Linked DNA regions of Oryctolagus cuniculus: region 2 is linked to region 1. Evidence: chromatin contacts called from public Micro-C data. All regions are on one chromosome and are shown on one strand. The core of a region is the stretch at or near the end of the contact, and the rest is flanking DNA. Distances in the headings are between cores, read along the strand shown.

Region 1 (3,090 bases), core at 366-2,865:
ATGGTGTGAAGCTACCAGGCACCCTACATGTTATGTCAAGTGCCTTACATCGTTGCACTCTGGAGTTAGTGTTATTATATTTTGGGGCCTCAGAAAACAATAGTCCAAAAGTGGCACACTAGCATGCTGATTATTTTCAAGGTCCTTGTAGATCATCAGATGCGGGAAGAGGCTTTCCTCTGATGTTTCCTGTTTGCCCTTAAGACAGGATATACAAAAGGGAATAAGAGACCACAATGTATTGCTTTCCACCTCCCAATCCCACAATTTCATTATCTGTGGCAGGAGAGAAGACTGTGGGACTTAAACACACCTGGATGGACTCTGTCCAAGATACTGTCTGTCTCCTAGACTCATTAAAATTCCAAAAACAGAATCATTTATAAGCTAACTTCTATCTTTTGCTGTCTTTCAAAATTGCCTCCACCCCACAGGTCTTCTTGTGAGGAGGGCATTTAAATCTCAACCATCTGGCCCTTTCTTTGGGTTTCATTCATAGTTTGCATATTTTATGTGGCTTATATAATTTAATAAATAATTTAATAAATTTTTATATAATTTAATAAATTTTTGTGATGGCTTTGCCCCTATTAATCTATCTGTTTTCAATTTGTTTAGCAAACTCAATTTGACCCACCGGAGGGAAAGTTTGAGCTTCCCAATAATGCCCATTTGAAAGCTAATAGAGTTTATAACAACTTTCCTAAAATCCCATTGCCGGTAAGGATTTGAACCTAAGACGTTGACATCCAATGTCACATGCCCTGTCTACTGCAATACCCATGGAGATCTGGTTAACAAAGTAGTAAAGGTGATCTGAGGGGATCCTACCCAGGAGGCAAAGATTGCTTGAGGAGAACATTATGGCCTTTATGCCAGGAGATGCTGGAGTTCTCTTGCAGTGTTCAGAGATCCGTGGGGGCTAGGATGGGCCTGAGCAACCACTGGAAAGCCAAGCAGAGAGGCAGCTGCCATTAATTGGATCTCCAGTGAGGCTGGAATTACAGACTGATGATCAAGTTTACCAAGTTTTAAGGCAATTTAGTAACATGAATAAGCACAGCATACCACTGACAATACATAATAGCTGAGTAAAGAGGTATGCAACCTACATTTATACAAGTTACTCTAGATTATGTTAGAAGAGACATTAATTATGAAATATTCAAATTCCCATGTTGATTTATCCTCAGTTTTTGAAAAAAAAAAAAAAAAAGTCTGGAGTCTCTGCCAAGTGTTTTCCCTTGCCACCTTCTGGGAACTGCTCGCTCGGTTCTGGCTAACTTCCCAGGCTGCACCTGCCAGATGTCATCTCAGGAGATCCTTCCCCTTTGCTGGGGGTTACAGACCTTGTTAGCCTGCCTCCAGGAGCCACCACTGTGTCCTGGGGACTGACTTCAAAGTGGGCCTCAGGGTCCCTGAGGTCACTGCAGCTTGTGGGAGCTTCAAGTGCTACACCAAGCAAGGCAGCTCATTCTGATCTGGTTATGAAAGGGATTCTGTGTCAGATTTCCTTGAAAGAAAACGCCAATTTCCAGAAGCTGTTTGAAGACCATTCCAGCAGAGTTGCCGCCCAGACAGGAGCTTGCTGTGTTCCAGGAAAAAGTGGGCAAGTGCCCATTTTCCTGTTGCCTGGGGGAGGAAAGCCCTGCTGTTGAAACTTCAAGTCTAACAAAATCCTTTATTACAATAATTCCTGCCACTTTGACTTCTAGCTCCTTTCTCCAGAGCTATCAGGCTCGATCTGTGAGGCAGGCTGGAATTTAACACCCTACGTTTCTGCCTTTCAGTGATACCAAATAAATGAAACCTTATTGAAGAATGTCAGATTTGAAAGGAGCCCAGAAAGCAGGCTAGGAGCCCCCAAAGCCAGGGTGGGTGCCTAATCCCACCAATGAGCTGCTCTGGTGCTAATGGCTCTGCCGCCTGCACTTGGCACAGGTGGGGCCGGGTCCTGGCATGGTCCTTGGCCATTCCTCACTCTGCAGCCTGGATTTAGCTGCTGCCATTCTCACCAGTGTGGGCTCTAGTTGGCATTTGTTTCTTTACAATGTATACATCTGATTCCAAACCTTGCTCAGGCGTATGTAACTGTCAGGGTCTGCATCACAGGGGCCCAGCATTCTGGCAGCAGAGGAAGTGTGGAGAGGCCCAGAAGAGTGACAACATGTTCACTTGGCCATCACCACCCTCAGACTCTCTTCCTCTCGCTCTTCCTACCCTACCCACCACAACCACAGAGTCTCCTTCCTCTCTCTCCATTCAAAACCAAAGGTCTCCTTACAACTGACGGTCCTCTGAGACCGTCACTCACCAAACATGCCCAGATGTGACTGAACCCCAACACCGGAAATATCTTGGTTCAAGACAAAGCTCTCTGAAGTGCAATACAATGAAAAGAACATGCTATCCCCAAACTAGAGTCTATGAAACCAAAGGAGGTGAGAAAAGGAGAGATCTGACCTCACAGGGTGCACAAACATGTTTTCATGACAGAGCTTAGTTTCTGCCACTACTAAGCAAAAAGCCATAGCATGTGTTTGCTCTCTCCTTTCTTCTTTTGCCTTTGTTCAACATTGAACTTAACTACTGAATGTGTCTAAGCACCATAAACCACACAGTAAACAAAACCAAAGTGCTACCTACAGAGAAGCAGAGCAGGGAAAAGGATCATACACAAGGATCAGGTAATCTCGGACAGTGATAAGCACTGTAAGAAAAACCAAGACCTAAGGAAAAGGAAGTGAATGAGTTGGTGATCATTTATTGTGGGTAGTCTGGAAGGTGACGGTTTTGTTTTTTTAAATTTGTTTTACTTATTTGAAAGGTAGAGAGACAAGGAGAAGAAGGGACAGAAACACAAAGATTTTCTTCCAGAGGTTCACTCCCTAAATACTTGCAACACCCAGGGCTGGGCCAGGCCAAAGTTAAGAGCCAGGAACTCAATCCAAGTCTCCCACATTGGTGGCAGGGACCCAGATACTTGATTCATCACCTGTTGTCTTCCTGGATGCCTATTACCTGGAAGCTGGAATTGGCAGCAGAGCTGAGACTTGAGCCAAGGGGCATCTTAACCACTATGCCAAATGT
Region 2 (3,439 bases), core at 34-2,533, 110 kb before region 1:
TAATTATTGAGTGATTGAAGTACGGCAAAAAAATCCTTAGCACTTTACATGGATCATTTGATTTGATCTTCAAATGAAGCCTACAAGGAGATGCTATTATTAAGCTCATTTTAGAGATGAGGGAACTGAGTCCTAGACGAGGTAAGAGTCTTCCTCAAGGTCACACACTGATAATAGTGGAGCTAGGATTCAAGTGCACCTGTAGCCATAATATAGCTTTATGTACACAGTGCAAGTAAAGACATAAAGTGTGTTGGAACCACAGTGTAGATGATCTTTGGTGCCATGCTGAAACATTGTACTTCATAAATAAACTAACAAAGAAAGACGAAGAACTCTATTTTTTTGTATTCTAAAGAAAAATAATTAGAAAGTTGAAAAGAGTCTATTATTAGTGATTATTTGGACCAACTGGTCACCTGGAGCTGTATTGTTCAACACAATAAACTAGTGACAAATGGTTATGGAATATCTGAAATATGGGTTGTCTGAATTGTGATATGCTATAGGTTCAAAGTGTACACCAGATTTCAAGTGTGTAGTATGACAAAAGTTATGCTAAAACATCTTATAAGTAATGTGCATGGATACATATTGAAATATTTTGGATATATGTATATATGTAGTTTAATATTTTTAAAAATTATTTTTGTGTTTCTTTTTACTTTTATTAATGGAACTAGCAAAAATTTAATTTCACTTATGTATATTGCATTAGCTTTCTGTTGGGAAGAGAACAATTTGTGGTATTTTACTAACCAACTCTGATGAAGGACTTCCTTGCCACACAGCTCTTTTAACCACATTCTTTCCTTGCTTTCTGGTCATTTGCAAGAAAATTTTTAAAATGCTCCCCCTTTGTAAAGGTTTGAGAGGCCCTAGAATTTCCTTTTTCACTTCTTCCCAACCACAAACAAATGATCAATGTGCTCTGTGGATGAGGAATCAACATTTCACAAGGGCAAAGTGGGGAATGTGAAAAAATTTCCAGCCGGTGAATGGTGTGAAGTAAAAGTGCTTTCCAAGGATCCCACAAGAATGGCACAGGTGGGCATAATGGGTCTGGCTCATCGTCAAAGAACCCAAGAAGTTGAAAGGAAACTCTAACTACAACACCAAAATGCCACAAAACCATAGTTATTAATACAAACTAACTAGCAATCCTGCCTATCTGTCACCATCTCATCTTAAAAAACTTGTGAAAATACGTAATCCTGATGAGACTTCAATCAGGTATAAATACCAGCAGCAAAGGGAGATGCGGTACATTGTTCTGATCGCCTGCTGATCAGCTATTAGGAAAGAGAGACCAGCTGAGTGCTTTGGGCCTGAACAACTTCGTACACTGACTCTCGTTTCAACTTCTTCAGCCTCACTCTCTCCGAAGCAATGAGTTATACAAGTTACATCTTGGCTTTTCAGCTCTGCCTCATCTTGGGTTCTTACGGCTGTTACTGCCAGGACACACTAACCAGAGAAACAGAACACCTAAAGGCATATTTGGTAAGTTTGACCTTTTAATAATACTTGCATGTGGTTGAAAATGACTGAATGTTAACTTGCAGTTGGATATGATAGGCTGTCATCACTACTTCACAGTCATTTTGAGAAGACTTGGTGTTATTTTACTAATTGTTGGTTGGATATATTTCCTAACTAAATACTCTAGACACTACTTTGATTCTCTGCTCAGTGTGCTCTACTTACAGAGCATACATGACTCTTCCAAAAAATGAGCATAAAATGGGTCTAAAGCATAATGATATTGATAATTTTGTGGTGAGAATCCATTCAGTTGGGTTAAACCAAGTAATATTCACATTGACAAAATGATTGGCTTTTAGGTTCTGGTTTCTCAGCCTACTATGAAGATGGCAGTAAAAATGTTGTGGTTAGCGTTTAAAATGATAAAAGAAACACAATTTATAAATTGATGTAAAAGAGAGGGAAGTCTTTAAAATGAAAGTCATTTATAGGTGTTTTCAATGAAAAAGTAACTCAAAATTCTACTGCTATATTTATTTTATTGGGGAGGTACACCTGAACGCAGCCACTTACTGAGATTTTGTAGGCATTAGAATTCTGGACTGGAGTTAAAAAGTTTTTTGTTTTGTGAAATATTTTTAAAATGTTATTTATGGTTAACAAAAATTGTTTTTGCATTTTAAATATTTTATTATTTGTTGAAAAATTATCTAATATACCTATGACAGTTATAATAATGTTTAAGCATTCACAATCAATTTTATTCTTATAATATAAATCAAATCACACATACATGTATTTGAAACTATCTTAAAGCTGATTATCAAGCAACACATTATAGAAGGGGACAGGTAGATGATACACAGATCTGTACCATAAGGGGGCAGTATTCTATAGGAGAATGGTCTTGCTGATTATCTATCTATCTATCTATCTATCAATCATCTATATCTATCTATCTATCTATCTATCTACCTACCTACCTACCTATCATCTATCTATCTTTAACAAAGCTTTAAAACCTTCTCTTTAACTTACTGTAGTTATTTTTGAGACTATATGTTACATTGCAATTTGACATTATGCTAGTTAATAAGAAAGCTAAGAGAATTAATAGTCTTTGACTAAATCTAACCAAAACTTCTGGGAAAAGTTATTGTTGGAACTCAACAGAAGGGTTGAAAAGGAAATAAAATATTGTCAGCATCTGAGTTCCATGAAATTTGAAGTACATTTTAGGGCAATTTATGGACTATTTGTGAATCAAGTTTCCTTCTATTTTCAGAAAGCAAATACATCAGATGTGGCAAATGGTGGACCCCTTTTCTTGAATATTTTGAGGAATTGGAAAGAGGTAAATTATATATTCCCATCTGGCTCATTTTCCTGTTGCTTATCTTCTGAATGGATAATTCCATCATTCTCTCTTGCTGTTCTTTCTCCCAAGGAGAGTGACAACAAAATAATTCAGAGCCAAATTGTCTCCTTCTACTTCAAACTCTTTGACAACTTAAAAGACCATGAGGTCATCAAGAAGAGTATGGAATCCATCAAAGAAGACATATTTGTGAAGTTCTTCAATAGCAACCTCACTAAGATGGATGACTTCCAAAATCTGACTCGAATTTCGGTGAGGGGATTTTAATTCTCTCTTTGGTTTCATTATAGAGGCTCTTGTGCAGCATTTAATTCTCAGAAAGTAGAAATTAGCTATTTAAGAGTTGCTAAAGTTGTAAATTAGCCCATACATGAAACTCTTCCTTACTAATTCTGTTATTGCCTTGGGTGATATTGCAAAATCAGTATGGGAATCATTTAAGTATGTAATTTGGCAACACTAGTGCTAGCATTAAAATGATTATGTGAAGACAGTTAGGTGCACAAGTCCAGTGGAGTGGTAGGTGGGGGGAATACTGAGAAACAATTCTCTCCTTGCCCCTAGTTTGAGTGATGG

The links. A called contact is a pair of places that touch in the nucleus more often than the background predicts.
Region 2: a Micro-C map of ear pinna shows a contact between it and region 1, with 2.6 times the contacts expected there. The contact joins the promoter of IFNG here to the enhancer-like site in region 1. A contact is called at or near these places in 2 of 6 Hi-C or Micro-C datasets (ear pinna and an unstated tissue).

Annotation. Positions count from the first base shown.
Region 1 is chr11:70,392,911-70,396,000 of mOryCun1.1, reverse strand. No RefSeq gene overlaps it. Among named protein-coding and RNA genes, the nearest start is that of IFNG, 110 kb to the left of the region's middle. Within about 2 kb of position 1,615, at least 1 of the 8 cell types and tissues checked has an H3K27ac peak or open chromatin away from gene starts, as enhancers often do.
Region 2 is chr11:70,501,102-70,504,540 of mOryCun1.1, reverse strand. IFNG (interferon gamma) reads left to right here and starts at 1,283. Exons shown (of 4, transcript NM_001081991.1): 1 at 1,283-1,503; 2 at 2,771-2,839; 3 at 2,933-3,115. The coding sequence starts at 1,390.